Linked DNA regions of Ovis aries: region 2 is linked to region 1. The links are chromatin contacts, called in public Hi-C maps. All regions are on one chromosome and are shown on one strand. The core of a region is the stretch at or near the end of the contact, and the rest is flanking DNA. Distances in the headings are between cores, read along the strand shown.

Region 1 (5,848 bases), core at 1,982-4,481:
CCCGGAGACATTCCTGCCAACCTCCGCACCCTCGCACGCCCCACCCCGAGCCTCGGAGCCCGAACCACTGGGGGATGGATTCGCCGCGAGGTTGCAGTTCGGATAGAGTCGGTGATCAGAAGGGGAAGTCAACGGGGAACTGGAAGGAGCGAGCCTGCCGCGCGGGGAGCGCCCGCACTGGCGGATCGGGGTGGACGGAGAGGGCGGCTGGGAGAGGGGCACCCGCCTGCGCCCCTCCCCTTCACGACCGCCTCCCCTCCGCCCCCGGCCCCGCTCCCCGCCGGAATTTCTCAGTAAAGCCAGACGGGTTTGGGGTTGGGGGGAGGGAAGGGGCGAGGGGGCCCCTCGGCTCGCTCCGGAGACTTGAGGCCCTGCCACCCAGGCTTTCTCCCCAGGGTGGGCGAGGCCCGGAGGACGACCACCCGCCTCTTCCCCACCCCCCCTCCGCCCCCCGCTGCCCCTCTTCAGGGGACCCCGAGCTCAGGATGCTTTCTTTGCAGGGAGGTGGAGAAAAGACCGTGCTGCGTTAGTTATCAAGTGATGTCAAGAGGCTGGGGGCCCTGGCCGGCTTCTGTCCTTGCCTGTCGGGGCAGATTTATACTTTAAAAATACCTCTCTCGCCCCCACTGCCCCCAGCCCACTCCACCCTCAACTCCTGCAGGCTTTCTTTGATCCGCTCAAAGGTGGCTGAACTGAAGTTTGAGTAGGTCTTTTATGGGGTCTTAAAATGTAAGTTAACGTATTTATCCGGAGTGATTCAAGGCCTGAGTCGGGAAGTCCACGTTGACTGAAATCAATAGGCGATTGTTAGGGACCCGATCTTTTCCGAGGAACACGCTCCTGGGCCCCGGGTGTCACCCGCCGCGCGGGGCTGTTTCATTTTGAGTTTGCAACTTGGGTTTTTCAGCGAGGTTTTTTTTTTCTTCCCGAAAGCTAATGGCTTCCACCGTAATTAGACATTCTCCTCGCCCGCCCCCTTCCCTCCCCTTTCTTTACGTACAGTCGATAGGATCCTAATTCCTGCGGCTATTGATAAGGTCGCGGGCGCCCCGGCCTCTCACCAGCCCCCGCCCGCCCCATCCCCGCTCTCCCTCCGCCCTCCCTTCCTTGGCTTCCTTTTGATGTAGCGGGGAACGCGTCCTACTAAAAAAAAAAAAAAAAAGTAATCTGCCCGGTAACAATCAGCGCGCAGTAGCAGGAGACCCAGAGCTATTGGCTATGCAAATAGAGGGAGGGGAGACGGCGCCCCAAACTCTTACTCACCCTTTTAAAGCGATAGCCCCCTCCACCCACCCACCCACCCACCCACCCCTTCCGCCCCACCCTCGTGGAAAGGGGCTGGGCCCGGGGCCGGAGTTAATCGCTCGCACCTCTGGTTTTCTGCGCGCTCCCCGCGTTCCCTTTCACCTCCCCCTCCTTTCAGGGAACCGCTCGCCCGGTTCACCCATCCCGCACCCGCCCGACCACGCTCGCCCTCCGTGCCCCGGTTCTGAGACCCTCCTTGCTCCGCGAGGGAGGTGCTGGGCTGACCTCGGGGTGTCGCGAGAGCCCCGACCCACGCGGCGCTCGCCGCACGTGCCAGCTCGGCCAGCACCCGGGACGCAGGGCCCGCTCCTTTCCCCCTCGGAGTGAAATAGCACAGAGGGCAGGGTGGGAGGGGGGTGGCGGGAGGAAGGAGGTGAGGAAACGCCCCCGGATCCCCTCCCAAAGCTGCTTTGACCGGAGGATGCGTCGGAGCACGTGTCGGAGCCGACCGCGTCTCCACCGCAGTCCAGTTCTCGAGGAGAAAGCCCTGGCTGCGATGGAGGCGTGAACCCGGAGGGTCCGCGAGTGTGCCGGCGAGGGACCCGGGGTGGGAGATCTTGGGCCTCGGAGGAAACGAAGGAGTGGTGTCGTTGGCGCTGGGGGAGAGACAGGGAGCCCAATCTACCCCCCTTTCTCGCCCCCCTCCCGGCCCCCCCCCCCGCCCCGGGCTATTTCCTAGAAAGCTGTATCAGTGTGGCCACGCTCGGCGCAGACACCTCGGGCGGCTTGTCAGCAGATGCAGGGCGAGGAAGCGGGTTTTTCCTGCGTGGCCGCTGGCCGCGGCGGAACCGCTGGTAGCCCTGCCCCCGGCCTGCGGCGGCTCGGGGCGCCTCCCCGCGTCTCCCAGTGGCGCCTGCGGCGCCCCAAGAACGGGAGGGTTTCTGCTCCTAGGTCACATTCTCCCACGTCGAAGAAGCGCCCCCTCCCTCCGGACACCAACCCCTCCGCCTTCTTCCTTTCCCCACACATCTGCGTGGTGGGGGGGGTGGGGCGGTGGCATGGGGCGGAGTGGGGGGGTGTATTTTGGTCCCTATAATCGGGTTTCGGAAACAGGCTGAAAATGATTAAGAACGTACATTTCAGGGCCATACATACCCTTTCCCTCTGGGTATGCAAAGTTAACTGTTTTCCAAAATCACCCTCCTTCGGGCTCATATAAGGGATCTTATTTCTCAGTCGTTTGAGCCCACCTCATCTTCAGCTCACCCACCCGTCATTCCTGGATCTTAAATTCGTGGGCTGGAGTGTAGCGATCATGTTTGAGGAAACCAGAGTCGGAGGGTCGTATTTTTGGCGGGATGCACCTACAGAATGGGCTGCAATTACAGGGAATAAGTAGGGATCGGTGGGGTTTTGTGGTTTTTTTGGTGGGTTCCCCTCTCCTGGGCCCCTGGCTTGGTGGAGGGAGAGGGCCTCGGAGAGCTAAGGGAGAGGGTGGGGGGCGGCGCGGGGGACCGCGTTTGAAGTTTGGTCGGGCCAGCTGCTGTTCTCCTTAATAACAAGAGGGGAAAGGAGGGAGAGACTGAAAGGAGGAGGGGAGGGCCGGGAGGGGAGGGAAGGGGAGGAGGAACCGGAGAGGGGGGTGAGGCGAGAGGGAGGAGAAGTAACTGCCCAGCCAGTTTGCGTCACTGCCTCAGCGAGCAGAGAGCCGAGCGAGCTGGGGAGAGCAGACAAGTTTGAAGGGGAGGGCAGAGAGAGTCAGCCGCCCCCGGGGCGCTCCTCTCCCACCGCCCATCCTTCCCTTTCCACTCTTCCTCCCCGGCTTCTCTCTCTCTCTCTCTGCCTTTAACTCTACCCCTCTAAAAAAACCCTTATTTAGCCAAAGGAAGGAGGTACGGGGAATCCTCTCCCCTCCCCCCTCCCAAAAAACCCCCAACTTTTCCAGTCCGGAGATCGCAGGGGCACGAGCGAGTAGCCAGCTGGCCATGGAGCTGCTGTGCGGCGAGGTGGAGCCGGTCCGCAGGGCCGTGCCGGACGCCAACCTGCTCCACGACGACCGCGTGTTGCAGAACTTGCTGACCATCGAGGAGCGCTACCTGCCCCAGTGCTCCTACTTCAAGTGCGTGCAGAAGGACATTCAGCCCTACATGCGCAGGATGGTGGCCACCTGGATGCTGGAGGTAGGGCTGCAGGCAGGCGCTCCGTCGGCGCCCGCGCCGGTCCCGGAACCTGGGCGAGGGCAGCCTCGGGAGCCCGCCCCCCCACTCCTGCGCCAGAGCTTACCCCCGCGCCCTCGGCCAGACGCGTGGCTTCCTCTCGGTTCCTTGCGGGGGGTGCAAGATTCCCGGGGCGGGGGGAGGGGGAGAGCAGCGAGGTTGTCCCAGGGCTGGGGGTGGGGGAGCATCCCGAGCGCGTGTGCCTGCATGCGGCTGCCACCTCTTCCCACCGGCACCCACCCCCGCCGCGACCTTTTGCTAAGCCGAGGCTGCTTGCGGTGCCTTGAAGAAGAGAATGGGAGGGTGAACCCCGAAGTTAAAAAGTCAGCTGCACCCCCTTCCCCCGCAAAGGCCAGAGCAAATGGGTCCTAGCCTCGGGTCCCCGCATGTGGTCGGGACTCCGCGTTGGCACTTAAGGGGGGAGGGAGAGGGCGGAGGGAGAAGAGAAATGGGGAATTCAGGAGCCCCGGAAGTCACACTGAAGAAACGTGTGTTTTCGGGGAACCCAGAAGAAGCACTTCTTTCCCCTTGCTCCGAACCCTTGCCGTGTGCCCACGTCTGCACGGCTCCGGACCTGCCGTGGTTTCGCCATGTTGCTTTGTAAACTCGGGGGTGGAGCGGCTGGACGCGTCGCCTGCTCCCCCTCGCACCCCACGACCCCGGTCCCCCCACTTCTGATGGCGCCCTCTCTCCCCCATCACCCACCCCGCCCCCTCGTGAAGGTTACTTACGGTTCGGCCTTCAGTTTCCTGGGTGCGGAGATCTGGGTGGGGTGGGAGGGGGAGGAGGTGTGTGCAGGGGGGATAGCGGGGCCCCCCCGAAGGAGAGGCCGGAGCCCCCCGCGCCTCTCCCCGGCGGCTCCCCGTCCACGAGCGTCCCCCAGCTCTTCGCCACCGTCCCCGGCCTCTGCCCTTGTGGGCCGCGGCCGGACACTCCCGCCGCCGCGCTCTCCCCTGCAAGTTTCCCCTCGGGATCCGAAGCCCCAGGGGTCGCGCTCCAGACCTTCCCGGCGCCTCAAACCTCCGCTGCGGGAAGCCTGGGTCCTCTGCGGGGTTTTCACGGCGAAAGGGCTTTTCTGGGATATTTCCTCGATTTTTAATTATTTTTTGAACCCGTCTCCCCTGCTCCGACTCCGGCCGCCCAGGCTGCGCGGCGCTCGCTCCCTCCGCCCTCCCCCCGCTTCCCCACCTCTCCCCACCCACCCCCCCAAATGCGGCGCCTGGGCCGCGGGGACCCCTCCAGACAATTTTTTCAATTGTCGGGAATGATAGAGCAGGGTCTGGGGATCCGAATGAGACCAAGAACGAGACCCCTGGAGCCTCCAGAATATTTTTATTGATTTTTTGAAAAGATGACGAAATCCAAAAAAGAGAGTGAGTGAGTGCGAGCGCCCGGAGTAGTGAGCGGCCCACGGGGGCGGCGGGGCCGGCGCTGCTGCGCCCTCGGCTTCGGGGTCCTTAAGCCCCCTCTCCTTTGAGATTTTAAGTTCCCGGGGAGGACCCCCGCGCGGATGGCCATGTAAATTGCCCCCAGTTTCCTCGTCTTCATTCTTATCGCTTATTCTACTCCCCTCCCCTCCCCCCAAATTCAACATTTTTGTCATTTCCCTGGATTGTGCGATTTCCCTTTCTTCCTCCTTTCCTGATATGATGGTCTCCCCCTACCCCGACCCCTTCCCACTCATGTCGTAGGTCTGTGAGGAGCAGAAGTGCGAAGAGGAGGTCTTTCCTCTCGCCATCAATTACCTGGACCGCTTCTTGGCCGGAGTCCCAACTCCGAAGACCCATCTGCAGCTGCTGGGGGCCGTGTGCATGTTCCTGGCGTCCAAGCTCAAAGAGACCATCCCGCTGACCGCTGAGAAGTTGTGCATTTACACCGACAACTCCATCAAGCCTCAGGAGCTGCTGGTAATGCCTGCCTCCTTCCTGCCTGCCTGCCTTTCTGCTCTGCCCTGGCCTAATCCGCCTTGACCCACCGCTCCCAGAACAAACTCTTAGGACCCCAAATTACCCATCTGTGAAATGTCCACCCTTTGGGGAACTCTGACTTTTCCTATTGAGACTCCTTGTGTTCCTACTGTGTGCTGGACTGTATATACAAAGCACTCAGGCTCCGCCCATGCATAAGATTCTCCTTCACAGAGTTTTGGGTTGGTGACACTCATTTGCAGAAAGAGAGAGAGAGAGAGAGAGAGAGAGAGAGAGAGAGAGTGTGTGTGTGTGTGTGTGTGTGTGTAGTGGAGGTATAGAACACAGTGATAATATTTTAATCAAATTCCCAGTTTTCAATCACTGACTTCTGAGACAGTCGTCAACCTCAACATGATCCAGACGCGTTGTGACGTGTCTCCTAAGAACTAGGAGTTCAAAGGTAGCGTCTAGGGAATC
Region 2 (5,848 bases), core at 1,270-3,769, 320 kb before region 1:
TTTGTTGGCAAAGTAATGTTTCTGCTTTACAATATGCTGTCTAGATTGGTCATAACTTTTCTTCCAAGGAGTAAGCGTCTTTTAATTTCATGGCTGCAACCACCATCTGCACTGATTTTGGAGCCCCCCCAAATATTCATCTTTAGGATGCATTTTTTTTCATCTTCCCAATTGTGTTTGGTTTAGAAAAACATTAAAATTAATTTTTACTCCAGGAGCACAGCTGGACAGACAATCCAGATGCTTCTTCTATTAAAAGAAACTAACAAATTGCCAGAGGAAAACCAAATGCAGGATGCTGACTGTATTTATACAAAATAGACCTGGGTTCAGTCCCTGGGTTGGGCAGATCTCCTGGAGAAGGGAAAAGCTACCCACTCCAGTATTCTGGCCTGGAAAATTCCATGGACTATGTAGTCCATGGGGTCGCAAAGAGTTGGACATGACTGAGCGACTTCCACTTCACAAACTTTCCTTATTGACAGTATTCACATGCTCAGAGGAAGAAAAACAGTATCAGTAAGAAAACACAGGAGCATTAAGACATGTTAGAGTGGCATCACAAGGGTCAGAAGAAGAATGTGGGTTTGTAGGTGGAAAGTTCATCACAATTAACAAAAGTCAGTCTGCTCTACTGAAATCAAGCAAAATTGCTAGGGTGATTTCAGAGAAAACCAAGCATTCCTTCCAAAGAAGTGAGATAATGACAAAACAAACTAAATACAGGAGATATTCACTAGCGCCTCTATAACCCTCACAAACACACCAGTGACCCAACAGTGAATTCTGATCTGTAAGTGATGGAGAAGGAGAAAAAAAATGGAGCAAAGGAGTCTTCCCAGTGTTGATACAATGGCCTTTGTGAATTCAACAGGCATTTACTGAGCACCCACTATATGCCAGGCTCTCTTCCCTAGTCTTTGGATGCCACAGGAAACAAAACAGACAAAAATCTCTGCCCCTGTGGAGCTTACAACATAATGAAGGATTTAAGACATGTGACTCTGAGCAAGACATGTACTTAGATGAGTAAAGATGTGTTAGGGAGAAACCAGAAAGAGGACAGCCAATAAAAACTTGGATATACACACAAACACACATATAATAATAATATATGAAACTGACTGATGACAGCGAAAGTGAATATATAAGCAGAATACATTCTCACAATCTGCAATTATTTTTGCTAAAATCAAAACCCAGCAATTACTTTCCTCTGATGTGGCCTTATATTAGAGGATTCTATGTCTGAGCAAAAAAAAAAAAAAAAAAGGTCTTAAATGATGACCATCATTACACGAAGGTCTGGGATGGAACCACAACATGCAGCGAAAAAATCCAGAGCAACAGACTAGTTTCTGCTGGGGAAAAACAGATGGGAATTTACTGATAACTCTCTTATTTACCTGGAAATATATTCCAGGGATGGGGAAGATGTAGTATTGATGGAAACGAGGTTATTAAAGTAGATTTAGGAATTTCTCTCAGTAGACGGGGTAGCTGCACATATTTTGGCCAACAATTCGCTGATACATGATTCTGCCATTTTCCAGTTAACTCAAAGGTGTAAACAGAGTATATTTGTGTTACCAGGCGACTTCGCCTCTAACAGGAGATGGCAAACGGACTCCTCTCTTTGAAAGCTGCATATTAAGGTCCAAAAGCAAAATAAACAAAAATATATGTAGACACAATGAGAATACCGGAGGGAAAAAGACTTGCAACGGAAACGCTCCAGGTCACCACTTCTGTCCATCCGGGGGAGGAAAAAAAAAAATCTAAGAACATACGTTCGCCTCTCCACCCCTCCCACCCCAGTTTCCGCAGGCTGTCCATCAGAAAGGGGAACGGCGCCCCTGCGGTTCCCCTTAGGCCCATTCAGGGGAGAGTCCGGGGGGAAAGCCCCTTCGCTTTGGAGAGGGGTGAGGTGGGGGGCTGGCAAGTACATCTGAGCCTAACGAAGACTCACAGATTCGAGGCCCAGGAAACGCCAGCCAGACAGCAAAACGCAGTCTAAAACGACGGTGTGGCGTGACGGGGGGCAGAGAAACCACAGCGAGTCCAAATCAATCACTGGGACGGAACAGACAGCCTGCCCAGCGCTGGGGACCCACCGAGCCTTCTCCACTGTTCGCAAGGCGCTGCCGGAGCCGCCGAACCCGGGGCCTCCGCGTTCTCGGAACTCAACAGCCGGCCGGCTGGGCCAGGAGAGGTGCGGGGTGTGGGGGACGCAGTTCCCGGGAACTCCGCCCGCCCTCTCCCGTCAACCCCGCCCATCGGTCCGCCCCATCCCTCCCGGCTACTCACCGGATTCGCTTCCCACATAGCGGTGGCGAAATCGAGCGGAGAGAGCCTAGGGGAAGGGGCCGGCCGCAGGGTCGGGGCACTCGGTTTTTCCCGAGGGTCCCCGGGAGCCAAGGGATGGAGAGGCAACCTTCTCGTAGGCCTCCTTTTCCCCTGTTACAGGCCGGCGTCTTCGGACCCCAAACCTCCCGACTTCCGGCTGCAGCCGGCCAACCACCGCCGGCCCCGCCCCGTCCCCGGAAGCCCGCCCCGCCCCTGACGCTCCCTTCCGCCCTCGGCGCGGGGTGGGCGGGGCCTGCGAGAGTCTAAGTGGTCCTGGGGTTGTTTAAGGGCTTTCAGTCGAAGCGCCCTTCCAGGGCTGCAGCTGCAGTGTAGCGTCCACTGTGAGAGAACGTCAAGCCTCGCTGGCTGTTCTCCCTCTTATATTTATTGATCACCGCGTAGTGACCAAGAGGTAGACAGGCCTGGGAATTAATAGCCCCCAGGACAAGCTTTCACGCTCAGACTCGGATTCCTCACGCTCAGAACTGAGGTGATAATAGTATCTAAGGGTGTAGTGCGGAGAAGGCAATGGCAAGCCACTCCAGTACTCTTGCCTAGAAAATCCCATGGATGGAGGAGCCTGGTAGGCTGCAGTCCATGGGGTCACCCAGTCGGACGCGACTGAGCGACTTCACTTTCACTTTTCACTTTCACGCATTGGAGAAGGAAATGGCAACCCACTCCACTGTTCTTGCCTGGAGAGTCCCAGGGACGGGGGAGCCTGGCGGGCTGCCGTCTATGGGGTCGCCCAGAGTCGGACACGACTGAAGTGACTTAGCAAGGGTGTAGTGAGGTTGTTAAAAGCACCTAGCGCGGTATTTGGCAAACAGTAAGTGCTCAGTTAGTGAAGGTTCTTTGCCAGGCACTGTGCTAGGCTCCAGAGTGAGTAAGACTGACCCGTATGCAGCCCTCATAGAGCTTGGGGTCCAGAGAAACAATAAGGTATAATTTAGATAAGTAAGAACGTGCAGGATGGTTTGTAGGTAGTATGGCAAGTACAGGATTCTTTGAAAGAATGCTTACCTAGGACAACGTGTCTGCCTACCCACTATGTCGAGCCCCCCTACCCCACACCCACCAAGAAATTTAAGCTAAGACTTAAATAGGATGCCCTCCTATTGAAGTTACCTAGGTAAAATGAGCTACAAGAGGGGAAGGATTTTCTAGGCAAAGAAGTACTATAAGGAAACAATTTAAGGTCCTTTTGAGGGATTTCCTTGGCAGTCAGGTGGTTAAGGATTCACCTTCCTATGCTTAGCCTTTGTCAGGGAGCTACGAGCCCCTCCTCCAGAAAACTAAAGTGTAAACAGCGGAAGCACTATTGTAACAATTCAGCAAAGACTTTAAAAATGGTCCACGTCAAAAAAAAAAAAAAAAGGAAAAAAACTTAAAAAAAAAAAAAGATACTTCTGAGCTTTTATATAACTCCACAGATTACAGTTTTTTATTTGTCCAAGAATACCTACAGATTGAGAATCTGACTTTTTTCACTTACTATGAAATATAGGATATACAGATATCCTTCAATCCAATATGTATAGTAAATCGATTACAAAGTGGTGAGGAAAGAATGGATTATTTAGTAAGTAATACTGGGACACTGGTTAGCCACTTGACAAAAAATAAAGTGGAAAAAAAAAAGGTTAAATAAAGATCCCTGCCCCATAGCTTGGCAATATGAAATTTCCATAATCTTTTATTGAACAATGCCATTTCTAGGAGCTAATTTCAAGGAGGTAAATGAATAAATGTACAGAAATGGTCTGTACAAGAATGTTCATTGCTACATTTTTTGGAATAGTAAAAACTTGAAGACGACTTAAATATCAATCAATGGATATTTCAAATGTAAATGTCTGTAACATACATACAAGCTATGGAATGCTGTATGTATTTATCTTGTGTACTACCCCACTGAAAATGTCTTATAGTTTTAATAGCTTATCAACTGATGTCTCTGAAAGTTCTATTTTAACAATCATGTCACCTACAAATAATGCAGTTTTCACTCTTGCTCTTGCATTGGCCAAGAAAAAGGGCATTCAGTCTTTAACTCGGGATGACAAGCGTTTGCCCCTAGCTGGTGCTAGAACACTATAATCTTTAACGACTTCCCCGATGGCTTAGGGGTAAAGAATCTCTCTGCTGATGCAGAAGACAACAAAAGATGTGGGTTTGATCCCTGGGTGGGAAAGATCCCCTGGAAGAGAAAATGGCAACCCATTCCAGTAGTCTTGCCTGAAAAATCCCACGGACAGAGAGGCAGACAAGCTATCATCCAGAGAGTCATAAAGAGACGGACATGAGTGAGCACACACACGTCATCTTTCTGTTCCTTATTTATTATAAGCGTTTAATTGGGAAAGATACTAAATTTACCAACTGTCTATTGAGCTCTATCACTGTTCCTTGTCTATTCTGACTCCTGAATATAATGAACTACACTAGGAGAAATGGAATATGTCCTGCCACATCAGTTAACAAAGGATGTCACAGTCACCAACAATTGCAGTCACCATGGAGGGCGAGCTGATGAGCCCTGAGGGAACTCAGGACGTGAAAATACAGGATACTTACCCCAGAAAGCTGAGCTGCAGATCAAAGGAATGATTTCAGTGCATCCAGACTCTTGAATCTTCCCATGCAAAGAAAAGTGCTAAATTCCTTAACTTGACATATCTGGTTTCTTTCATTAACAGTAATCTTTTGGTGTTCCCAAATGACTACCTGCCCTTTGTTGCAAAACTCCTATATATCCTGACTCCTCCTCTTGCCTCCTTGGGGCAGTTTCTCAGAGCCATCCGAAAAGAATGTCTCCTGGGCTGCAGTCCTCATGTTGGCCCAAGCAAAATTTTAATTCATAATTCCCACAGTTTTCAAATTTTATTCAACCCAGATATGAATGTGCTTAGTCATTCAGTCTTATCTGACTCTTTGGGACCCCATGGGCTGTAGCCCCCAGGCTTCTCTGTCCTGGGACTTTTCCTGGCAAGAATACTGGAGAGGGTTGCCATTTCCTTCTCCAGGGGCTCTTCCCAACCCAGGGATCAAATCTGGATCTCCTGCACTGTAGGCACAGATTCTTTGCTGTCTCAGCTATCAGGGAAGTCATAACACAAGAATCAACAGATTTTCTAATGTTCAACCCATCCTCACCTTCTTGAAATAAACTTTCCTTAGTCATATATTCATTATTCTTTGAATAAATTGCTGGGTTCAATTTTTTCATCTTCTATTTAGGAATAAAATTTATCTATAATTATGAAATTGTTACTGGCTTATGGCAATTGTCTTTAACAAGTTTTGCAAAGTGAACAGTAGTAAGTAATTTAGGAACTAGCACTTCCCTAAGACAGAATGGATTTTCACAATGAAAGTTTAACTGGAAAGGTTAGGGCCTTTTGTGGGGTTTCATTTCTGTGAAACCTTGGGGTTGCCTGGCCTGGCAGCTGGAGAGTGAGATGCATAGAGCTCAGGTTCAGTTCAGTTTGGTCCCTCAGTC

What was found. A called contact is a pair of places that touch in the nucleus more often than the background predicts.
Region 2: a contact with region 1 is called in a Hi-C map of tail adipose tissue, with 4 times the contacts expected there. The contact joins the promoter of PARP11 here to the promoter of CCND2 in region 1. A contact is called at or near these places in 12 of 16 Hi-C or Micro-C datasets (blood, hypothalamus, liver and 5 more).

The regions. Positions count from the first base shown.
Region 1 is chr3:211,618,478-211,624,325 of ARS-UI_Ramb_v3.0, reverse strand. CCND2 (cyclin D2) reads left to right here and starts at 3,231. Exons shown (of 5, transcript NM_001127290.1): 1 at 3,231-3,425; 2 at 5,153-5,368. The coding sequence starts at 3,231. LOC105608579 (a long non-coding RNA gene) reads right to left here and starts at 4,628. Exons shown (of 3, transcript XR_006059463.2): 1 at 4,193-4,628.
Region 2 is chr3:211,940,932-211,946,779 of ARS-UI_Ramb_v3.0, reverse strand. It overlaps PARP11 (poly(ADP-ribose) polymerase family member 11), which reads right to left and starts at 2,519. Exons shown (of 9, transcript XM_042247636.2): 1 at 2,115-2,519.